2 separate regions of the Sus scrofa genome follow, and region 2 is linked to region 1. The links are chromatin contacts, called in public Hi-C maps. All regions are on one chromosome and are shown on one strand. Each heading gives the region's core, a stretch centred on a gene start, on an enhancer-like site or on the middle of the called end of the contact. The rest is flanking DNA. Distances are from core to core; before and after follow the strand shown. Region 1 holds the start of LOC100522401 (WASH complex subunit 2A). Region 2 holds the start of PARG (poly(ADP-ribose) glycohydrolase).

Region 1 (4,474 bases), core at 671-3,170:
TGCATATGCTGCAGGCACTGCTAAAAAAAAAACCCCACAAAAACAAACAAACAAACAAACAAAAAACCAACAATGAAGTTCTCTTAAGAAACTAAGACTAGCTATAGTGTAACATAGTGGCTAATGGTGTAGGTTCCTGGCTCTGCTTCATTACTAGTTGTCCAACCCTGAGTAAGTTATTCTCTTTGTGCCTCAGTTTCCCCACTGTAAAATATGGGGATAACAGTAACCACCTCACAGAGTCATTGTGAGAATTAAATGAATTAATACATATAAAGCAGTTGATACATTATATGTGCTTCATAAATGTTAGACATTATTATTAAAAAGGATAGATAAGTAAATTACAATACACTTATGATAGTCTACGGTGAATATTTGTGTGAACCCTTAGAAAATAACTGAGGGGGGCATTTAAAATTATCCTTGGGAATTAGGGAAGTCTTCACTAGAGAGACAGAGGCAAAAACAATGGAAAGCTCAAGAGTTTGATAAACAGAGGCCACTGAGGAAGTGGTAAAATCTATGTTTAATGCTCACAGTATGGTAGGCATTGTGCTGTTTACAAATGTTACCACAGTTCCTGCAAAACATGTAACTTCCTTTTACTGAGGAGGAAAACTCATAAGGATTAAAATAACTTGCCCATGGGCACATAAGAATGGAAAGAAATGGAGTTCCGACTGTGGCATGGGCGTCGTGGAAGCCCTGGGACATAGGTTTGACACCCCGCCCCAGAGGATCCCAGGATGGCCAAAGGATCCCAGGTGGCCAGAGCTGCGCTTAGGTCGCAACTGCGACTCGATCTGATCCCTGGCCTAGAAACTCCACATGCTGTGGAGTGGCCAAAAAAGAAAAACAAAAAAACAAAACCGAAAAAGAATGGAAAGAAATAGGGATCTTCATTTTAAAAAGTAAGTTGGTCTGGAGGAAGAGGGACTCCGCAGAGGGAACTTCAAGGAAGTGTGAGGGGTCGCAGAACGCTGGTGGGGAAGCTGGGCACGTTGAAGAAGGATTCGTAGGCAGGAATCAGATATTAAAGGGCTTTTGCCTGTTATATGAGGAGTTTGAACTTGAATCTGAGGGCACTGGCTAGCGAGTAAAGGATTTTAAACAGTCACCATCCAGTAAATCTGGGCGCCTGTGCGCTGACCCCGCGACAGGCAGCAGAGATGCAGCAAGGAAGAGATGCAGCAGCGAGCTCTTCCTCTGCCCACCGCCTGGAACGTTTAAAACTCCTAGGCTGGTTCTCCCTTTGGCCCTTCTCTCTAAACATACCTCGCTGCCAGGCGTTTCCGGGCTGATCACACCCTGCCAACTGCCCTCTAGCTTAAAATGCAACCCGTCGGACGCACCCCTTCAGCTCCCCCTGGCGTCTGCACCCTTCCTTTCTCCAACTCCCGCCACCATAGCCCGGCTGCAGGCTTTTTTTCTTTTAGTGAAATAGATTTTTAAAAATTTACTTTATTCAAGTATATTTGCTTTACAATGTTTCAAATTCTGCTGTATAACGGTGATTCAGTTATACACACATTTTTTCATATTCTTTTTCTATTAAAGTTTATCACAGGATATTCAATATAGTTCCCTGGGCTATACAATAGAAGTTTGTTTTTTACACATTCCGTACATTAGTCACCATCTGCTAATCCCTAACTCCCCAGCCATCCCTTCCGGACCCCCCTCCGCAATCACAAATTCTCTGTGAACGTGAGTCTGTTTCATAGATAGGCTCATTTATGTCATATATATATCACATCTAAGTGATATATGATAGGTGTCTTTCTGACTTACTTCACTTAGTATGATAACTTCTAGGTCCATCCATGTGGCCACAGGCCTCTTAGAAGAGGTCTAGTGTCCCCAGCCGGCTTCTGCACCTTCCTTCCGGCAGTCCGGCAGCCATCCACTGCCGGTCACATGAGGGGCAGGTCACCGGCGCCGGGGTCATGTGATCTACAGTCACGTGCCTGAGGCACCACTGAGAAGTTCGGCTTCCAGAGACCTTCCAGGCTCAGCGGGTGCGTCCTGCGGGCCCTTGGAGCCCGTGAGGCTGCGCGGCGAGGATGGTGAGAGTGGCAGGTTGGGTGAGGGTTGGGCCCCGGCCCCCTCTGCCCTCCCGGAGCTCAGCGCCTCTTCTCGTCCTTCCCGCTGCAGATGAACCAGACCACCCCCGACCAGGAGCGGGCGCCGGCGTCGGAGCCCGTGTGGGAGCGGCCCTGGTCGGTGGAAGAGATCCGCAGAAGCAGCCAAAGCTGGTCGCTGGCGGCCGACGCGGGCGTGAGAGGCGGGCCCAGGGACGGGAGGGGAGGGCGACTCATCCGGGGTGATGCGGGAGGGAGGATGGGACTCCCCATAAACATCGACTTAACACATCTCTTCTTGCCCTCAAAAACTCCCCGGCGGCAATCCCCAGGCACTTGGGCGGTGGTGGGCCGGTTGTCCTTAGCCCTCTGAGCGCTCCCAAGCAGACAGCGGCCTGGACACCCGGCTGTTTTCCTCGTTGGGGTTTTCCAGACCGGCAACCAACTCCATCCTGAGCTGGGAAATCGGCTTCCGCCGCTCCGCAGGCTTACAATGGCATTACTTCGTCAATTCCATGTTGGGACCTGGACTGAGTGGGGCAGTAGAAAAACTAGTATATGGATATCCTTGAGTGAGACTTTTTAGCTAAGGGCCCACCCAGTAAACTGAAAATGGTCATTCCAAAGTCCCATTTGAAGTAGGATTTTTGGATAAAAGTAGTGGTTTGTTGTTTTGGCTTTCGTTTGCAATCCCTGTAGAATGACAACCAAACAGGACTTAAAAATTCCTCCCAAAATGAGATGGCAAGTATCCGTTGACTCGTTGCCGCTGTTTTGATGAACTTTCTTTTTTTTTTTTTTTTTTTTTAAGGGCCACACCCGCGGCATATGGAGGTTCCCAGGCTTGGGGTGGAATCCGAGCTGTAGCTGCTGGCCTAGGTACTCCACATCCACAGCCCTGACAGATCTGAGACACGTCTGCGATCTACACCACAGCTCAAGGCTGATGAACTTTCTTAATGTTTTTTGATGCTACTTGGTCATAAAGCTGTCAAAAGCAGAATCCCTTTTACATTCCAACACACACACACAAAAGGAAATGGGTTCTTTCCTGTTTTGATATGCAGAATAGATGTGTATAATATTGATACTACTGTATGTTTATTTTTTAAATAGCTGCTACAGTTTCTACAGGAATTCTCACAGCAGACTATCTCTAGGACCCATGAAATCAAGAAACAAGTGGATGGACTAATTCGGGAAACTAAAGCCACAGATTGTCGCCTGCATAATGTCTTCAATGACTTCCTTATGCTGTCTAATACCCAGTTCATTGAGAACGTGAGTCAGATTTATAAATAAATACTACTTTTAGGAGGAGCAAGAGCCATTGTAATACTCCATGATCTATTATTAGGTTCTCTACTAAATTTTGGTGGAAGTAGTGGTTCTTTATAATTAATGCCTCACCCCCTTTTTTATTAGTAAATTTTTTTAAGCCTTTGAAAAAACCTAATGATAAAATTTCCTCATATTCCAGTGTTTCCATCGGTTTTTGGTTTTGGAGTAGTCGGTGTTGTGCAGAATTGCATGACACTCCAACAAACCTTGTTATTGAGCATACTCTGTACGGAGCTGTACAACTGGTCTGATCCTCTGGGCACCAGTGTATTATTGATTGTATCCAATATTGATAAGTTATAGTAAAGTCGTGTGTGTGTCTACTTGGAATATTCCCAACTAACATTTTGTTATGATGGCTGAACCTATGTTGTTGTTGTTATTTCGCTTTTTAGGGCTGCACCAAAGGCATATGGAAGTTCCCAGGCTAGGTGTCTAATTGGAGCTATAAGCTGCCAACCTGCACCACAGCCACAGCAATGTGGGATCTGAGCTGAATCTGCGATGTACACCACAGCTCACGGGAATGACAGAGCCTCAATCCACTGAGCAAGGTCAGGGATCAAACCTCATGGATACTTGTCTGGTTCATTACTGCTGAGCAACAGGAACTCCAACGTTCTTTTAGTTTTTAAAAAACTTTTTAGGGAGTTGCCATTGTGGCACAGTAGGAATGAATTCAGCTAGTATGCATGAAGATGTGGGTTTGATCCCTGGCCTCACTTAGTGGGTTAAAGATCCGGCCTTGCCATGAGCTGTGGTGTAGGTTGCAGGTGCAGCTCCGATCCCATGTTGCTATGGTTGTGGTGCAGGCCAGCAGCTGTAGCTCTGATTCATCCCATAGCCCAGGAACTTCCATATGCTGTAGGTGTGACCCTAAAAAGACAAAAAAAAATTTTTTTTTAAACTTATTTTATTGGTGTAAAGTTGATTTACAATGTTGTATTAGCTTCAGGTGTACAGCAAAGTGAATTAGTCATACATAAAAATATATCCATTATTTTTTCCCATGTAGGTTAATTATGAGCTGTTGGGTAGATTTTCTTGTG
Region 2 (4,095 bases), core at 601-3,100, 100 kb before region 1:
AAGTTCCTGGGCCTAGGATCAAACTGGCACCACAGTTGCAGCCGGCACCACAGTTACAGCCTATGCCACAACTGCAGCAATGCCAAATCTTTAACCTGCTGCACCACAAGGGACCCTCTCAGTCCACTCTTAAATGACAGTGTTTCTAGAGTTTCTTTTCTAGGTCGCCTTTATTTTCACTACATGCTTTATATGATCTAACCTACTTCCATGGCATCAACTATCATGTTTATGCCAAGAACTCCAAAACCTATATTTCCATCACAGAAATATTTCCTGGGGTACAAACCCACGTATCCCATTCTCTCCAGAATCCATCCACTCTTCATCTTTCCTACAGTCTGAAACCAAGTATAAACCATCATGATCTCCTATCTAGAGTAACTCCTTAACTAGTCTTGTGCCCGCACTTCTGCTCCCTTTCAATCTATTCTTCATTTTCCACATACCAGGGAAGGACCTTTAAAATATATACATTTTAATAAACTATATGTATTTTTGATACATATATATCTCCAATCAAGTCCAATCAGGATAAAGCTCAAACCTCTTAGCATTGCCCAATATGATCTGATCTTTGTCTACTTCTTTGCAATCCCATCTCTCACTGCTCTCTGGACAACCTACATCAGCTGCACTGTGGGATCACTTCCTTAACTTCCTCTTCATCTAAATAACTCATCACTCTTCAGTCCTCAGAATAAGATCCTCACCTTCTGGCTAGGAGATTATCTTTGACCTTCAAACTAGATCAGGCACATCTGACGTCTTATCCTAACTATCTGTCTCATATACTGGAACATCCATTACCCTTTATTATATTTACCTCTGCCATTGTCTACCTCTTCTGATAGATTTTAGGGTCTGAAAACAGACCAAGTTACCTTTGTTCACCACTGTATGTCAAAGACGGGTGTAAAGCCAGTAAGACTAAGGGCTCTCCACCCAGAGACTGAGAATTAAAACTGAGGACAGCTGTGACTTTCTTTGTAACTTTCTTTATATCTAGAGACTGAAGCTTCAGGTAAAAGATTAAACCTCCTTAACGACCAAGGCAATTCCAATTAAACCCAAGGAAAGCAAACAGGTGGAGTCTCTCGCCGCTTCCCATGCTGAGTGACTGCTTGTCAGGGGTTCTCACACCACCAATCGCCACGGGGAAAATGGGGCCCCATTCCCCGACTAGTGGCCTTGATGGCTCAGCAAGGGGACCTCAGCGTTCAGAGTGATGCATACAAGACCAGAAAATGGGGGGCTGTAGTCCCTGGGTCCTCGGAGACCAAGAAGAGCTTTGGGCCAAGGCGAAGGACAAAGAGCTTTATTTCCCCACGTACCAAGCGAGGTGGCGCTGCCTCTGTGCGGTCCCGCCCGCCCCGAGACGCAGCCTGACGAGGACGGCGGGACCCTGAACTGCACGGGAGCGTCCTTGGAATCGAGGACGCGCCTCTGCCTGCTGGGGAAGCTCCGGGCGTCCGAGGCGGCCGGCGGAGAAGTTGCAGCGGCGCCCCAGCGGGGTCGCTTGGTGCAGGGCTCACAGCCGGGGCCCGCACTCATGCTGGGACCCGCAGCGAACAGTCCCCGGGCCAGCCAGGGCGGAGAGCCTCATTCACTAACCCGGAGAGGGACGGACTGCGCCTCCTTCTCGGCGCCTCCCGGCACCATGCCCTCTCTGCTGCTGCCTGCGTCTGCAGCTGCTGTTCCGTAGGCCTCCCGAGCCAGGCCCTATCCAGTCGCCTGCCTTCCCTCTTCCACAGGCACCCCACCTGCCTCAGGATGCGCCGCTTTGATTTTCTTGCTCCGTTCACTTTCCCACCACCGGAAAGCTGCCGTCAGGCGCTTCCGGTTTCCGGGACGTACGCTGTCGCAAAGCGGAAATGTGAGGTTTAGGTGCTGCCGGCGCCCGGAAGGTCAGCGTGTGAAGGAGGTGGTGGTAACGCGGGTTTCACCCGCTGTTACAGAGGAGCAACGGCCGAGCGGACGATCCCGGCCTGAGCAGCGGGGAGAAGCAGACCGGTAGTTTGCTGCAGTACCATGGAGGGCGGTGGAGGAAGCGGCAACAAAACCACAGGGGGATTGGCCGGCTTTTTCGGAGCCGGCGGAGCTGGCTACTCGCACGCGGATCTGGCGGGAGTCCCGCGTAAGTATCGGGCCTAGCTTACGAACATTTCTGACTGGTTCTTGCCACCACGCCAAACCTGCGGCGTGCCCTGTCCTTTTTTTGCTAGCGGTCACAAGCTTCAGTAGCAATCGTGGGGTTGGTGTATCTCCGGGGCCGCTCTTTCGACATCGAACGAATTTTTGGAGCCATAGATCCGGAGAAGGTTTCTGTGGTTGTCCTGGATCATGTCAACCAGGAGATGCTGCATGTTTTCTTCCTTTTATATTCAAGCTTTCTGCCTTCTCTTTCCTCTCGCACATTCCTGTATATTGGGCCTTGTGCTTGGCTCTAGGTGAAAAAGAAAACCCCCTTCTGCAAGTAAATGCATTCCAAATACCGAGTTCATAGATAACTTTTTAGCTCAAAGTCGCATATTCTAAAACCACAAGTAGCCGTCAGGGCCACTCATGCATACAGGGGAGAAAGAAACATGATTCGAGACAACTAGGGGAACACGGAAGAGAGCTGAATTTTAAAGGTAATTTATAGACAAGAAAGAAGCCAATATGAATTTTAGGAAGGGAAATACGTACAATCGAGGGTGCTGGAAGCACGAATGCCCTGCCTGTGCGCTCCTCAGTACAAAGAATGTGTATTCTAGATCTTTGAAATTATCTAACTGGGTATTCAACTGGATGACTAGAACTTGGACCTAAAAATAGGAAGTTGGTGGAGGATAAGCGTTTTATAAAACTATTTTCTCTTTTAAGAATTTTCGTACTACTTCTTTAGGTCTTTTATGCTCAGAAACCAAAAAAGCTTTTTTTTTTTTAAACACGCTTAGAAGTTCCTAGTGTGACCTGTATCAAAACTGAATTTAGGGCGTAGTTTGTATATGATAACTTATAGAACAGAACTGTAGGGAGTTTGTGTATAATAAGTCACAGGAGCTCCGCATTTGGAGCACAAAGGGCTCTGCTTTAATGTGAAAAACCATTGTTACATTAATTGAAATTTGAAGGTAAATTAAAAGATGGAGTCAATACCATTTATTGAGTACTGTAGATGGATTTTTCTGGGTGCAGAACTAAGACAGTTAAATTTAAAAAGATGATTGCTGTTTTTGTGGACCTTACATCCTATTGAAGTGAGCCAGGTAACAAAAATGTTTCAGTGACACACTTATCACTAAGTGTCTGAAGGCAATAAAGCAGGATCTTGAGATGGTAGGAACTGGAAGCCTTTTAAGAACAGATCAGGGAAAGCAACTCAGGGGTGCTGGCTTTTGAGCTGTGACCTGAATACAGTACAAATGTGGGGAAGGGTAAGTGTTGAAGGAAACAAACCATTAAGCCGTTGTGTCTACACAATGGTGTAGAAGGTGGTGTGATAGAAGATAATGAGATTTAGAAGGGCAAGGAATGGCAGCCAATGTGCTGTTTATTAAGCCTTTTAAGGAGTCTAGTTAGGTAGGAGATGGTTAGGATGTGAGCCTTAGTGCTTAGATCAGGATGGTAGCAATAAAGATGGTAAGGAACACAGTTCGGGATAGGTATTGTTTATACAACTAATAAGACTTGCAGTCGATTCTGGATAATGAGTAGAGTCCTGGGTAATGGGTAGATTTGTGAACAATCAGCTGAGATGCAGGAGGATCCAAAGTTTAAATTTTAAACATGAGAAAGTTGATTTTCCCTGATTTGTCTATCTTCAAAGTTAGTGGAATTCAAGTCTGGGCCTCTCAGAGGTCCCATTTTCTTTTGCCATGACCCCCATCCCTGTGGTGAAGACCTACGAATTCTGTATCCTGTAAATCAGTCCTGTCAGCAACTGTCAACACGAAGATCTGAAGGAACTGCCTTTAAATATTTATACAGAGCGTATGAGGCAAATGATGTTTTTCTTATGAAATTGGTTTCTTGTCAATCTTATTTTACACCCTGTATAGTTGTTGAACATTTTTGCAGTAAAGTAGAAAGAAATAGTTTTATAATTGA

The links. Hi-C and Micro-C count contacts between places; a contact is called where the count stands out from the background.
Region 2: a contact with region 1 is called in a Hi-C map of skeletal muscle, with 5 times the contacts expected there. The contact joins the promoter of PARG here to the promoter of LOC100522401 in region 1. A contact is called at or near these places in 2 of 5 promoter capture datasets (fetal liver and liver), 24 of 47 Hi-C or Micro-C datasets (alveolar macrophages, blood, embryonic fibroblasts and 12 more) and 2 of 2 datasets of contacts at active chromatin or transcription factors (alveolar macrophages and skeletal muscle).

What each region holds. Positions count from the first base shown.
Region 1 is chr14:90,580,479-90,584,952 of Sscrofa11.1, forward strand. It overlaps LOC100522401 (WASH complex subunit 2A), which reads left to right and starts at 1,921. Exons shown (of 33, transcript XM_003133111.6): 1 at 1,921-2,069; 2 at 2,158-2,280; 3 at 3,201-3,365. The coding sequence starts at 2,067.
Region 2 is chr14:90,479,165-90,483,259 of Sscrofa11.1, forward strand. PARG (poly(ADP-ribose) glycohydrolase) reads right to left here and starts at 1,851. Exons shown (of 18, transcript XM_005671222.3): 1 at 1,764-1,851. It overlaps LOC100157391 (mitochondrial import inner membrane translocase subunit Tim23), which reads left to right and starts at 1,791. Exons shown (of 7, transcript XM_001926555.6): 1 at 1,791-2,137. The coding sequence starts at 2,032.